Linked DNA regions of Mus musculus: regions 1 and 3 are each linked to region 2. The links are chromatin contacts, called in public Hi-C and HiChIP or PLAC-seq maps. All regions are on one chromosome and are shown on one strand. The core of a region is the stretch at or near the end of the contact, and the rest is flanking DNA. Distances in the headings are between cores, read along the strand shown. Region 1 has its middle 150 kb from the start of Gm40876. Region 2 overlaps Gmds (GDP-mannose 4, 6-dehydratase). Region 3 overlaps Gmds (GDP-mannose 4, 6-dehydratase).

Evidence for each region. A called contact is a pair of places that touch in the nucleus more often than the background predicts. HiChIP or PLAC-seq counts read pairs in DNA pulled down with a chosen protein or histone mark.
Region 1: a contact with region 2 is called in a Hi-C map of the C2C12 cell line, with 6 times the contacts expected there. The contact joins two enhancer-like sites. A contact is called at or near these places in 2 of 484 Hi-C or Micro-C datasets (3T3-L1-derived adipocytes and the C2C12 cell line) and 3 of 115 datasets of contacts at active chromatin or transcription factors (large pre-B cells, pancreatic cancer cells and vascular smooth muscle cells).
Region 3: a FOXA1 HiChIP or PLAC-seq map of pancreatic cancer cells shows a contact between it and region 2. The contact joins two enhancer-like sites. A contact is called at or near these places in 1 of 484 Hi-C or Micro-C datasets (embryonic fibroblasts) and 8 of 115 datasets of contacts at active chromatin or transcription factors (bone marrow-derived macrophages, craniofacial prominence, embryonic basal ganglia and 5 more).

The regions. Positions count from the first base shown.
Region 1 is chr13:32,608,628-32,613,441 of GRCm38.p6, reverse strand. No RefSeq gene overlaps it. Among named protein-coding and RNA genes, the nearest start is that of Gm40876, 150 kb to the right of the region's middle. Within about 2 kb of position 1,816, at least 104 of the 459 cell types and tissues checked have an H3K27ac peak or open chromatin away from gene starts, as enhancers often do. A contact at or near this core is called in the C2C12 cell line and pancreatic cancer cells, where this site is marked.
Region 2 is chr13:32,265,211-32,269,785 of GRCm38.p6, reverse strand. The region is part of intron 1 of Gmds (GDP-mannose 4, 6-dehydratase); the gene reads left to right. Among named protein-coding and RNA genes, the nearest start is that of Gm52055, 33 kb to the right of the region's middle. Within about 2 kb of position 1,390, at least 41 of the 459 cell types and tissues checked have an H3K27ac peak or open chromatin away from gene starts, as enhancers often do. A contact at or near this core is called in the C2C12 cell line, embryonic fibroblasts and pancreatic cancer cells, where this site is marked.
Region 3 is chr13:31,819,314-31,823,767 of GRCm38.p6, reverse strand. It overlaps Gmds (GDP-mannose 4, 6-dehydratase), which reads left to right. Exons shown (of 11, transcript NM_146041.2): 10 at 3,558-3,626; 11 at 3,790-4,182. The coding sequence ends at 3,852. Among named protein-coding and RNA genes, the nearest start is that of Foxc1, 15 kb to the right of the region's middle. Within about 2 kb of position 2,872, at least 118 of the 459 cell types and tissues checked have an H3K27ac peak or open chromatin away from gene starts, as enhancers often do. A contact at or near this core is called in embryonic fibroblasts and pancreatic cancer cells, where this site is marked.

The sequences.
Region 1 (4,814 bases), core at 567-3,066, 340 kb before region 2:
ATGTCTGCGTGGCCGGCTCCAGAATCACTGATATTTTTCTGAAGACGAAACTCATCTTCAGTTTCATTTGGGGTGAAGAACAATCCCTGGGGAGACTGCGACACACAAGCGAACTGCAGCCTCACCCAGAGCTCTCCCTGGGCCTCCCTATCCTCAGCCTGTGGAACTAGCTACCTTTGCAGAACTTTGATTATCTTTAGTGACTTTAATCTTCTGTGCTTTGGGCATCAAAAGCAGGGCCAACAGGATAGACAATATCTTAGGTGTGTGGTGTTCTATTACCAATCTTTAGCCCAGGCTACACTGATTACTATTTACAAAAGAAGGCTAATAGTCCCTTCAATTGGATGAAAATGGAATTACAGTATGTCAGAACATGGATGGGAAACTTTTTCTACAAATAACTAGGTAGCTAGAGAGAGGGCTATTATAACTACTAACCAATGAGAAAATAGTGTTTAAACAAGAGGTGTGGCCATGCTACAATAAAACTTTATACATAAAAACAGCCTGCAGTCTAGATCTGGCCCAACAGTTGTTTGTTTATCCCTATTTTTGATCCAAATATTTTCTTTTTCTTTTCATTCTTAGTGCTGAGGGGTTTAACTTGGAGAAGCAGGTTTTCTACCACTGGATTTTACCTCCAGCCCCAGATTCAGCTTCTGTTTGTTTATTTAACCTCATGACTTTGATAAAGGAAAACTAACTATGAGGATAAATGACAGTCCCTAGGTTGCTCATGTATCGTATCATCTATACATACATTTTTAATATTTATTTTTCACATGTAAGAGAATATCCTCTACTAACATGCAGGTTCTTCAGCCCAGCCCACCCTACTGAACTTCCACAAGTCACTGCTCAGCACAATGGGGAGAGCTCGCTCAGGCTTTGACCTCAAAAGTAAACATGAGACCATGTGAGTACTTAGCATTTGATGTCAGGAGACATCTCAGTTTGTATGGTTCACAATCAGGCTTGATACCCAAACTGAAGCAAGCCTCCCTTCTCCCTCACATATTCAGTTATGATATAAGAGTTTGTCCTATGTCCAGTACTGCCAAATCTGAGCCGGGTCCAAGGACCCCTACCCAATCTACCTGTGCCCAGAACCACAGCCCCCACCCCAGGAGACAGGGTAGACGAGGTCAACTGGAGGTCACCTCTTCTCATCACACCAGAACACGTGCAGAAGCTATCTGATTGCACAGTTGGCTCCATTAGGTTAACATGTGCACGTTCAGCCACACAGGTGAAATTGATTTATGCCAGGCTGCAGAGGCCAGGGGCTGCCCACCATGTGGGAAGAGTAGGATTCTTCTCACTTGGAAATTGTGAGAAATTCAATTTGAATGTGCACCCTTTTCACCCCTGAGGCAAGCCTGAGGCCACCTGAATCAAAACCAGATGGCTTCTCAGGCCTAAAGATAACAAATAGCAATTCATAGTCCTGTCGGCAGAGGACCACCAGAGCAAGGGCCGGCCAGACATGCAGCTGGCTGGCTTCTAGAACTCTGCCGCGATGCATATTAATGTTCAGTAGATCTGGAGCGGAACCTCAGCCCTCCCACTACCCCCAGTGCCTAAGAACATCCCATCATTGTAAACTGGTTATTTGAGACTGTTCAAGTGAAACACGGAACCCCTGTGTGCAAAGCCCCACTTCCTTTGCCATCTGCCCCATGCAGGGGCCGGTTTGGTTTGGCAGAGCAAGCAGGTGCCCTCCCAGCTCTGAGATCTGAGCTCCATCAGTCAGGAGTCCGCGGTGACCCAAAGTCTTGGGTGGCCGCCTTCACACGCACACTTCCTGTCAGCTGATCCATCTGCCACCCACACACTGTCTTGAGCTCAGAGATTCTTGAAGGAGGGGACAGCCCACTTACAAACCTTGCCTGGAATTACCAGGGCAGCTAAAAAATAAGACTCGGCTTTTTCAAACAAGGGAGGTGAGAATTTCAACATGAAGCCTGGAAAATGCAAGCTTTGGGCTGATCACTGAAATGGGGTCTTATAAACAAAGGATCATAATGTCTAGAAGTTTGTCTCAAAATCATATTTGGAGAGGGAAGAGGGAAATATATAGGGTGTTTTCTCAGAAGCAGGGTTTATTTGGGGACCTAAGCACATGGGCATCACCAAAATAGATCTTTCTTCCTCCTGTGTGTCACACTAGTGACTCAGGAGAGCCCTAAGCAGCCCTGTAAGTCACCAACCATCTCCACTGTGTAAAAACAAAGTCTAGTAAGCCCCAAGGAATGTGGAGGGCTTGGCTTCTTTATCTACTCGAAGTATAAGCCACGCACTTGGGTACTCAAGGCATAAATCATGCACAGATTACATGCCCCGAGTACTTGCAACTGTTTTTCTCACGTTGCCCAAGCTCTGACCTTGATCTCAACATGAAAAGCAACCGTGCAGTTCCTGCTGACTTCAGGGCCAGTGAGTGTTGGGCTGAAGACCTGGTAGGGGCATAGGTGCCAACCCCTTGCAGCCAGAAAACCCTGGCTAGCCCAGCCCCTGAGATTTACTTCCCAAGAGAGAGAAGCGCAGACTGGAGTGGGGCTTTGCTCTCTCTGTCTTTCCTCAGATCAAGGCGGTGCATCACATTGCTTACCCTGATGTGCCAGAAGTGCAGATGTTGCACCACCTGGAATGAGAAGAGAAAGCCTGCATTGTCCCCTCTGCAGACAAGGCTTCCAGAGGACTGTGCCTAATGTCAGGTCTCACCAACATTGAAACAGAACTAAACTAGGCTTCTGCCTCAGATTCATATTGAATCCCTTGCAGGGTTTAAGTCAGCCCCGGAAAGAGAGCTGTCACAGTTGCCACTACCTCCAAAGGACCACGGAGAGGGGTGGTAAGCCTGAGGAGCATACAAGAGGAGGCCCTGTGTTCTGGGAAACAGAAGATGTAGGTGCTTAGTAAGGACTTTCTGGCTCTCTATGGCACCTGGCTCTTGTTTTAGCAAGTATTCTTTCCCAGTGCTCTGTTAGAGCATCCGGTGCATTGTTTCCCTTCTCCTGAGAGCTCTGATGATATGAACTCACATGAGAAGAGCAGACTTATAGAAAGTGCTTATCTATACAGATGGTGGAGCTGGTGAGGAACTTTCTCTTGCCCACACTGTGTCCCTCAGGTGTCGTCATAGCAGACAGCTACCTGATCGGCAACCATGTTTGCTGCCCTAATTATTATTATTATTATTATTATTATTGTTGTTGTTGTTGTTGTTGTTGTTATTTTGTGATGCAGTTAGTGTGACTTTGTCATACCGGAATAACAGCCGTGTGTTAGGAAGTGGATACACATGCAGAGATGCACATATGTACACACACTGCATATACCTGCATATACGCATACACTTCAGGTGCTTACCCATATGGACAAGTTGAAACTATCACTGTATCAGTGAGGAAGGAGAGGAGGTAGATTCTGAAACAATGGCTCCCACAACTCATATTAGGTTTGTTTGCTTGTTTGTTTGTTTCTTTCCGCTGTGGCAAAACACCATGACCAAGGAAACTTACAAATGCTTCACCTGGGCTTACAGTTCTAGAAAGTTAGAGTCCATGACGGCTGGGACACAAACAGCAGACACAGTGGCTGGGACAGCAAACCGAGAGAGCTCGTGTCATGGGCTGCAAGCAGGAAAGAGCAAACTGAGACTAGCAAGAGGCTTTTAAACCTCAAAGCCCACCTCCAGCGAAGGTGGCCCTTCAGCAAGGCCTACACGGACTGAAATAGCACCACCAGCACAACCCAGTATCCAGACACCTGAGCCTATTAGGGAGCAACATTCTCACTCCATTCTCCACCTTCTCACAGACATCCAGTACTTCAAGTGATATCAGGGGAAAGGCAGAGAGTGTTGGGAACAGAACGCAGGCTCTGACATGTCACATGCCTGGACAATGGTGATCTGAAATCAGATGAGAGTAGACAAGGCAGCTGTTCGAGAAAGAGGGACAGGACTGGGTTCTGGCAAGGAGGGAATATGCATGGACCCATGGCAGTAGGTAGCTCTAAAACCTGGCTTCAAAAGACCTCTGATGGTTTGTTGGTGAGAGCAGCAGAGAGACAAACAGTGTTGCCAGTGGTCTAGGGTGTACCCCAAGGACATCCACATCCTAGGCAAACTACAAAGAGTTTCTAGTCCAGATGTTCAAAACCCATTGTTAGATTAGAATACATTTGGCTTCTTTCTCTAAAATCTCAACGTGGTGTGCACATATGCCTTGGTGTGCATAAAGAGTTAAAATGTGAGGTGGGGAGCAAATGGGAAGCAAGAAAGGACCCACAATTGTTGACCATGGCTATTCCAACACAACAGTAGAATAAAACCTTAGAATAAGGGATCCATTCAAATAATCAAATTAGAGCTCTTGTTATGGTGCTGAGCCCTGGGTAAAGTCCCCACTACACCTGATCCCACTGAGCCACCTGTAAAGACCTATTGTACATCCTGGGGTCCTGTGAATGATATGTCTGTCAGGTATGCATATTGAACCCAGCCGTAGGATAGAGAAAAGATGATAAATCTCAGAACTGACCAGGAAACCCTGATCCCAGTGAGCAAAAGCCTATTTGAACAATTATGTGTTGATAGCATTTGTTTGCTCTCGGTCTCTGTTTCTCTGTCTCTGTCTCTGTCTCTGTCTCTCTCTTTCGTGTATGTGTGTGTTTGTGTGTGTGTGTGTGTGTGTGTGTGTGTGTGTGTTTTATTGAAAAAGACATTTAGTTGGCTATAATTATGTGCACAAATTGAAATAAGCTTCTGGGTAACTGAATTAGGACACAGTGGCAGTGTTGGTAAC
Region 2 (4,575 bases), core at 141-2,640:
CTGAATTGTTTATATTTCTTAAATGTATATCCTTGCATTGCTCAGGAGCCAGTTTAGTCTCAAGAGATTTTGTTTATGAACACAGTGACCTTATCAGGCATAGACAATTTCCTGTGTTATTAAGATGTTCCTTGGCAGAATATTATTTTTCTTGGTGAACATATCATGGTATAAAACACGCACAGAGCCAGATTTTTTTTTTTTGAGTGAATTAGCTGTATTGTCATTTATCTGTTGCAGATCTTGTTTTTGAGTTTACTGACAGCCACTCCTGTAGTTAGTGACTTGCTTGGATGAGGTTTTGGCTTTCTCTCCTTTTATTCTGACTTTTAGCAGCCTGAGTCATAGTCAGGAAGTCCTCTGAAGCCAACCTTTTAGCTCTTATTTTTATTTCAGGGACACTTTAGGAAATGGTAACTCTGCCCAAGACAGGAGTGTTTGGTTTTTCTATGGAATGATAAAGATCTTGTTTTGTGTCTCCAGTACGAGTTCTCCTTCTATCCTAGAACTTGGTCTGAGGGGTGTGATGGAGAGCAACAGTTGAAGTTGTGTTTCCAGATTCTCAAGGGTATCCTAAGAGGAAAAAAAAATCCAAAACCAACCAACCAATCAACCAACCAACCCCCAAACTACTTTGAAGCTTCCTTGGGAATCCACCTCCTGCCATATATGGAGGTCTTGCTGGTGCTGCTTTTCACATCACTTTGTGGCCATGTTTCATCAGTGAGGTTAACACATATGTAGAACTAAATGACAGTCATTCTTCAAAATGAATTTAGCATAATACTTTTGACAAATATTAATTTAAAATGTTTCAAAGAAAGACTTCTTTAAAAATTCAGATTACATGATTAACAGAAGTGTATATTTGGAGAAGTTATTTGTAATTTTTTTTTTTTTTTGATTTTGCAGTCTGAGTTTGGCCAGTGCTATGTTAAGTTCTTCATATGATTATTCCAGTAGCTGCAACTGAATTACATTTTTGGTACTTTTTCTCTGTGATTTAAAAAAAATTTTTTTTTTGTAGAATTAAATTGTATAAAAGAATATGGTAGGAGAAGGTGTCAGACCTCATTTGAATCTTTTGTCTCTTATAGCTCGTAATTGTTCCTTCTTCCTTCCTTTCTTCTTTCTGTGATCTCTGTCCTCTTAAAAGACTAAGTTTCATGATTCCCAGTGTAAGCAGGCACGTTTGTGAAGAGTAGCTAAAGGCTCTAATTGTCCTCATCTCTGATCCTGTCAGGAATGAGTTAATTAGACACCTCATTTATGCCAGCCGAGAAAGAAAAAGCTGTAGCCTGGCTGGGTGTGTTGACTTGAGCAAAGGAGGCCTGTGTGAAGGTTGCAGGAGTGAGAGCTATTAGTCACAGAATTTATCAAGCTTCTCCCCTAACACTGAGGGGAGCCATGACAACTTAGTGGTAATCAAATGGTCCCCGAGTTTCCTGAGCAGTTTATGCTATGCAAACAGTTTGCATTCATGCCTCTTACTGAGATTTGGAAGTTCCTGTACTATGGTTTTCTGGATATTGTCACATTCATATAATTGAGAGGTACACCATTTTATTTTGACGTCTAGATGGTAGTTGTTTGAGTTATTGGGAAATTTTGGTTGACGTTTTTCTTTTTCTTTTTTTTCATTTTTCAGGTGAAACTAAATATCACAGGACATACTTATATTTTACTTTTGCATTATAATTTTACCATTTTCCAGAAAGTGTTTTCTTATTCTAAATTAAAGAACCATTACCTGTCTGACGGGGGAGTTAGATGTAAACTGAGTTGGAATTTTGGTGACTGGTGTGTGTGTGTCTGTGTGTGTGTGTGTGTGTGTGTGTGTGTGTTACATAGCTAACATATGAAGGGAAAATAGAAGTTGGAAGCAGGAAGGTGATGAAAAGGGCACTGTGGGAGTTGAACATGAAAGAATGGTGCTTTCATAAGGAGAGAGATATTGATGTGGTTTTGGGGACCTGAGGTTTGTTTTTGTTTCAGCCACTATCTTTGTGACAATAGTGAATCAAAACTGTATCAGCAGGCAGGTTTTAATACCCATTTCCAAACAGAGATGTCTCTCTAAGATACACAGGGAAAGGCTAACATAGACTGCCCATATTTGTTCTGCTTCTCATTTTACCCTTGAGGAATGAAAGAATCCCGTGGAGCACTGCCAGCATTAGTTTAGGCTGAAACATATAATTGTATTGGGTAATAAAGGAATTTAAAAATTCCTGTTGTTTTTCCTGTGGCTTTCTTTCACAAATCAGACTAATGGTGAAATACTTTTGCAAGTGTTCTCATTCATCTCTGACTGATGTAAGAATCCTAGTGCCTTGTGGTTTCATAATTACCAAAGCCCTAATTTCTTTGGCAGCTCTTTTCTCTCTGTGTAGATTTTCCTTTTGGCAGCAAAAATGTTTACTCACATGCCATGATTAGTACTGGCATTCCTGGACGGTGGAGGCAGCATCTGCATGCTGATGGATTAGCCACAAGTGAGATAATCTTTTATATACAGGTCAGCAGAATAGCTGCCACTGGTCACTGAGATGAGCTATAGATTTCTGACTGCTTGCTTATGTCTAGGATCATATAGAATGCATCTGAATCTGGTAGTTTTTATTCTACCCTAGAAATTACAGCACCATGGCCATACTCATCAAGTCAAGGAATCTGAAAACATTTGCATGTTTTTGAAGAGTGTTTTCTAGACCTTGCTGTCTAGTAGATGAACAATATCTCCTGAGAGCCAGGGAGACACAGAATCTCTGTTCGAGCCTGGTCCTGTGCTCTAGAAAGTATTGACATTGTAAAGGAGCTGTCCTGTGGTTGCCAGTGGAGGTTTAGTGTGTCTGCTAGTCTCGCAGCAGCCTTCACCACAGCGGAACTACCTTGCAGTGGAAAGGGCAAAAGTTTATTATTTGCATAGCTGGAGTGAAGCAGTCTGACTGGTTCTTGCATGTATTTTTCTTGATAGACATTTGGTGGTCTCTCTTTATTTTCTATAACATTAGTAGAGAAAATCCATGGCATTTGTCTCTTTTATGTAAAATCCTGATTGACTTTTTATTTTAACAAGATATTGAAGGAAGCATGGGCTATTTAGTGTGTGTAAAGAAAATAAAAAATATTGAGAAGAAATCGAAAAGCTCTCAAGCCGAGAGAAAAAAATAGTATTTATCCCAAATAATATCTATATATTTTCATATTAATAGTGATAAATTCTACTCATAGTATTTGTTCTCAGTGATGCTGCAATCTAAAGAAAATTTATAGGCGAAATAATAAAAATCTAAAATACTGAACTTTAAAATAAAACTGAAGTACTAATGCATCTTATTTTCATGTTTACCAAAAAACATTCTATGGCTAAAATTTAAAAGTCAGTTTTAAGTTTCTTGTTAAAGTAAGTGACTGCTTTTGCTTTGAATCTCATTTGTTTACTAGCTCGTCTCACTTCTTATTCACTGATCATGTGCAGGGCTATGACTGTGTAGAGTGCATCTTCATTAGATTTTCATTTGTTTGCTGAGAACATACCTGTGGGAGAAAGGGAGGGAGGGAGGGAGGGAGGGAGGGGAGGGAGGGAGGGAGGGGAGGGAGGGAGGGAGGGGAGGGAGGGGAGGGAGGGAGAAAGGGGGAGGAAAGAGAATGAATTTGTGAGACAGATCAAAAAAATTTGGTCATAAGGTCCAGCGTCCAAAGACATCCACCAAATTGGTAATTACCTTTCATGTCAGGCTATGGATCCACTTAGGTTTTGAAAACTGCTTAGCTTTTTGATTCCTTTGTTATCTATTGATTCTGAAGAAAAAAAAAATAAGTGTCCTTTTGGCAAGTCAGTTCCTGCGGTATTTTGTCTATTAAATATAGTTAACGGAAAACAATAAAGAAGGAAAGAGAAACTTGGCTGTTGGTCAGTGGTTCTTAAACCAGTGATTGTGACCCCTCAGGGGTCAAATGACCCTTTTACACAGTTCATCTCAGACCATTGGTAAAAGGGGTATTTACATTGGTATTCATAATAGTAGCAAAGTTACAGTTATAAAGTATCAATGAAATAGTTTTATGATTGTGGGTAACCACAACATAAGAAACTGTATTAAAGGGTCACAACATAAGAAAGGTTGAGAACCATTGCAGTAAGTAATCGACAATTGATTAGTAAGAACAGACATCCTTATTGTGATAATGCTGTGCTGTGTGGCATTGGGTATGCAAAGGCTCATTGAAAGAAGTTAGCATCTTTCTTTGTTGCCCCCTTTCCAGAGCTTATGCGTGAGAGGAAGGAAAGCATCCTTCACAGAAGAGGCTTACCTTGGTTAACCTTGACTAGGATTGTCTTCTGACTTCTGCAGGTACCACACACATGTGGCACACCCATGCACATAAAGGAAGAAATGAAAAAGTATGACTGTATGCAGTATAAGTCAAAAATGAGGACGTCTTGTGTAATGTTTGATTACCTGTCATTCCTACAACTTTTAGCTCTGTCTATATGAAATATGTTTTTGAACTGTGGGGATTTCATGTGGTTAAGTTTTTTAATATACTAGTCTAAGATGAATCTTAGTG
Region 3 (4,454 bases), core at 1,623-4,122, 450 kb after region 2:
ATGGTGACTATAAGCCTATGAAGAACCGAGTAATTCAACCATAGAGCAGTATAGATAAACTCATTCTTCTCATTTGTCATTAGGAGGTGCTTGGCCCTGTTGGAGTCATTTGTGCAAGTTCAAAAGTCTTAGAAGGCTTAAATATGAAAGAAGTGCATATGGCCTTTGTCCCTACCCACAAAGTCGTGTGAGAGCACAGCACCGCCTGGCTTCCCTGGAGGAGTCCAGCTCCCAACCCCGACTTCTCTGCGAGTCAAAGGAAATGATCTTTAAGGGAGCATTTCCTGTCTGCCCTCCTGTCCAGCACTATATGCCTTCACACACTGGCCTTGTCATGCCACCCCTGAAGTCTGCCTGAGCAGACTTGCAAATGAAATGAGCCATTGACCAGATCCCACGGTAGATAGATCTTTTCTTTTCTTTCTTTTTTTGTTCATGTGTTTTCTTTCTTTCTTTCTTTCTTTCTTTCTTTCTTTCTTTCTTTCTTTCTTTCTTTCTCTCTCTCTCTCTCTCTCTCTCTCTCTCTCTTCCTTCCTTCCTTCCTTCCTTTCTTTTTCTTCCTTCCTTCCTTTCTTTCTTTCTTTCTTTCTTTCTTTCTTTCCTTCTTTCTTGGTTTTGTTTGTTTGTTTGTTGTTTTGACAGGCTAATAACTCCGTAAATCAGACTGGCCTTGATCTCAGAGATCATCTGCCTGCCAGAGCCTCCTGGTTGCTGGGATTAAAGGTGTGCACCCCCACCTGCTCACCCTCCCCCACCCCAGGCTTAGGAAGCTGTTTCCTTAGGACAGTAAAGCCCACAGCAGGCTGAATTGATGGAGACAAAGGAGAGCTCCCCCACCTAGGCAGGGGCAGGTGAAAGAGAGTGGGACAGAAGTCTCTCCACTGTTTCAACTCAGTGGCAACTGGCAACAAGAGCCACTGCTTGGTTCTGACAGGACCTCATGCTCTTCCTTCCCAAGGCTTCTTGCTCTACTTAAATTTCAGGGAGTCAGGGCTTTGGCAGAAGGCTGAGGAAGCTTCAGTCTTAAGAGCTGAGCTCAAAACTGAATTGTGCAGTTTAGCTGGGCCTGTCTCTGGTTTCAATGAAATACTTTTACAGTATATGTTAGTAGTGTCTGTTGCTAAGCTTTTGAAAACCATTTTTCTTTTTCCTTAATTGTAGTTGCCTGGTTGTTTTTATATTATGAGCTACTTGTAGAAAAATACAGGAAACATAATTACAATACAACCTTCCCTTTCCCAAGCCTACTGAGATCATTTGAAACCAGACAGGGTTTTAAGGCTCTTTTAGCTGTATGTTCACAGCCATGAATTGCATCCATGCTGAGTTGGTTAATTTACAGCCCTGCTATGTGATTCTACATAACCGTGTTCTCCTGAAGCTGCTGTAGGAGGGAGCCAGGGAGGGGCTGGAGGACATTGCTCCAGGACTCCAAGCTACACAGCTTCCTTCCTCTGGGGAAAAAGAAGGAATATCTTTGTGTGACTTTTACACTAAAAAAGCAGCATTGTAAAAGGATATTCAAGTTTATTTAGGGAGAGAAAAGAGAAATAAATTACTTGGTTTGTTTTTTTCACCTACACTGGCAGCTCCAGGTAGCACTGTGCTATAAACGCAAATTACTAATTCTGGTATCCTACCTTTCCTGGGGAGTCTGGAAATGGGCTTTTAGGCCTGCAGAAATAACTTGCTTCACTCTGGTGAACACTCTGGGGAGGAAGTGGGTACTTCAGCATATTGTGAAATGCAAAGCCTTTGGGAATTTGATTTATTCAAGCCTAAAAAGCAATGCTGGATGATTGAGAAGGAGAGTCCCTGAATGTCCTCTGCTTGAGTAAGAGTCAGGCTGGGAAAGGGAATCCAGACCGCCTCTGCTTGGAAGGCCCAGGTGAGCACATTGTGTGCACACACAGATAGCTTATACCTAACCCCAGCCTACCCATCTGAAATCCAGAATAAAATGCCTTTGCCTGCCGAGTTCAGGAGACTGAGAGCAGGAGAAGCCTTTTACTGCAGCATGGTTACGATTATCGGTGGCTGTCACTCAGAGGGATGGTTCACTTGTCCAATAGTGTACTGCTAAAATAAAGTGCCTTAATGTAATACTTATCACTATAAAGATCACCTCCCCCCTCCCTTCCTGCCCAGTCCCTGGTTATTTTGAGTCTTGGCATATTCATATGGTATCCTCATACGAATAGACCTAACTGGAGTTCCCTGCTTTTTTCTTCCTTTCCTCTCTTCCCTTTCATCTTATCTTGAAATTCCCACTAGTCTTGAGACCTGCAATAAAGAACTGTGAGTGAGGGCCAAGATAGAGGATTTTCTTCTCTTCTGTTTCTTGTTTGTTGCCAGTCTTCTTTCCAAGGAAACCTCTTAAATGAATAATTGTGAACTTCTCTTGCTAGAATTCTCCAGGAAGCCTGAATCCACATGTGTTTCCCCCGGTAAAGTCAGAGCCGAGCAAGCCGATTAGGCTTGGCTCTGTGCTGTATGTTAAGGCCCACTCCTGGGCCGTGTCAGTGGTTGTCAGCACTCTTCTCTGAAAGTGGACCTGTAAATAGCAGGCAGAGAGAGGTGAAAAGCTAGAGAAAGGGTCTAGACCGACAGGGGTACATGGCCTCTAATGCAGAGTTTCAAACTGAGATTTGCAAGTTTGTCCCATGAGTCGAGAAAAAAAATCCCCATATTCTAAGGAAGAAAGATAAGAGTAGAACAGACCCTTTAGTGTGGCTGCGAAAAGGAGGTTTCGGTTTAGGAGCTTGTGGGTTCCCTGCTGACTGGCAGAGAGAGCTGTCTCTACCCTAGCAGAGCCAGGGCTCAGCCCCTGCTACTGTAAGCTCTGCTCTCTAGGCTGACCACGCTGTGGTGGTGCCGATCGATCGCCTGCAACTGCCTGCCCGCCTGGGCTGTCCCAAAAGCTGGAGACTGGAGGTAGGGATCCGATCCGCTACTACGAATCCAGGCGGCCAGGCGCCAGGGACAGGGCAAAGGCTATAGAACTGATGGTAGGTAGTGGGGCCTGAGGAAGTGTAGTTTCTAGGGACCTAGCAGATGAGTCAGGGTTCTGCCGGTCGAGGATCTGGAATTACTGTTCTGCAGTGGAACTCCCCTGCCGGCATGATTTACCCGTGGCCTTGCCGAGAAGTGCAGTAACTTAACAGTTCTTACAGCAGTTCTCCTGACAACTTAATATCTAAGAAAGAAAGAAAGAAAGAAAGAAAGAAAGAAAGAAAGAAAGAAAGAAAGAAAGAAAGAAGGAAGGAAGGAAGGAAGGAAGGAAGGAAGGAAGGAAGGAAGGAAGGAAGGAAGGAAGGAAAGAAAGAGAAAGAAAGAAAGAAAGAAAGAAAGAAAGAAAGAAAGAAAGAAAGAAAGAAAGAAAGAAAGAGAAAGAGCCATCGGAGTCACTAGGACAAGGTGGGGCAGGGAATGTGGGCAGTTGGAGATGCTTACTTGCAAGGTCCTAGCTGACCCGATGGTAAGTACCTGATGAGACAGATTGGGCAAGGGGTATGACAAGCCCATGCATGCACAGCTCATCTGCCATCTCTCCACAGGACTTTCTGCAGGGAGACTGCTCCAAGGCTCAGCAGAAGCTAAACTGGAAGCCCCGCGTTGCCTTTGACGTAAGTTTTGTCTCCAGTGCATATTCTCAGAGCTGCTAGCTGTGAGCTCTTGCTGGCGGGCTGTTGTCAAACAGGAGACCTTTCAGGGCCCTGTGAGGAGGTGTTATAGGAGAGGGTGGCAGAAACTCCGCCCTTACGGTCCACCCTGAATCTTGGGTTGCAGGAGCTGGTGAGGGAGATGGTGCAGGCCGACGTGGAGCTCATGAGGACCAACCCCAACGCTTGAGCCCCTCTGCAGAGACTCGAGGGGCATGGTGACAGTGCAGAGCCAGGGAACCAGAGTCCAGTAACTCCTGCCAACCATGGACCCTCGACCTCCTGTGCTGTCCCTGTATCCAGAGCTGGGCCACAGAGGTTTGTAGAGCCTGGGACAGGACACACCAGAGCTAAGGCCGCATTGCTTTTGTCAAAGTCTCCTCCTCTGACTGGTTTCAGGAAATCAAGAAGTTTGAATCACATACTCATTTTACTTGAAATTATGTCACTAGACAACTTATATTTTGGAGTCTTGAGATTGTTTTTCTCTTTTCTTATTAAATAATCTTTCTATAAACCAGCACTAACAGAGTTTGCTGTGTATGTTTTCTCCAGGTTATAATGTAGGCAGTTTATGGCCCCAGACCACACCCACACCCACAGCTGGGGATGGAACAGTCCTTAGTTCCTTTGGGAGAGCCCCTGTTGAAAAGACCCTAACCTAAGCTGGCAGAGCACCCAGCTAAGTCTCTGCCTTAGGACACACCTATCCCCTGCTGAACTGAAACATTCCTATCCGGTCTTGTCTCTGCTGAGTTTAATTAGAACCACCTAGCTTTCACCCTCTCAGAA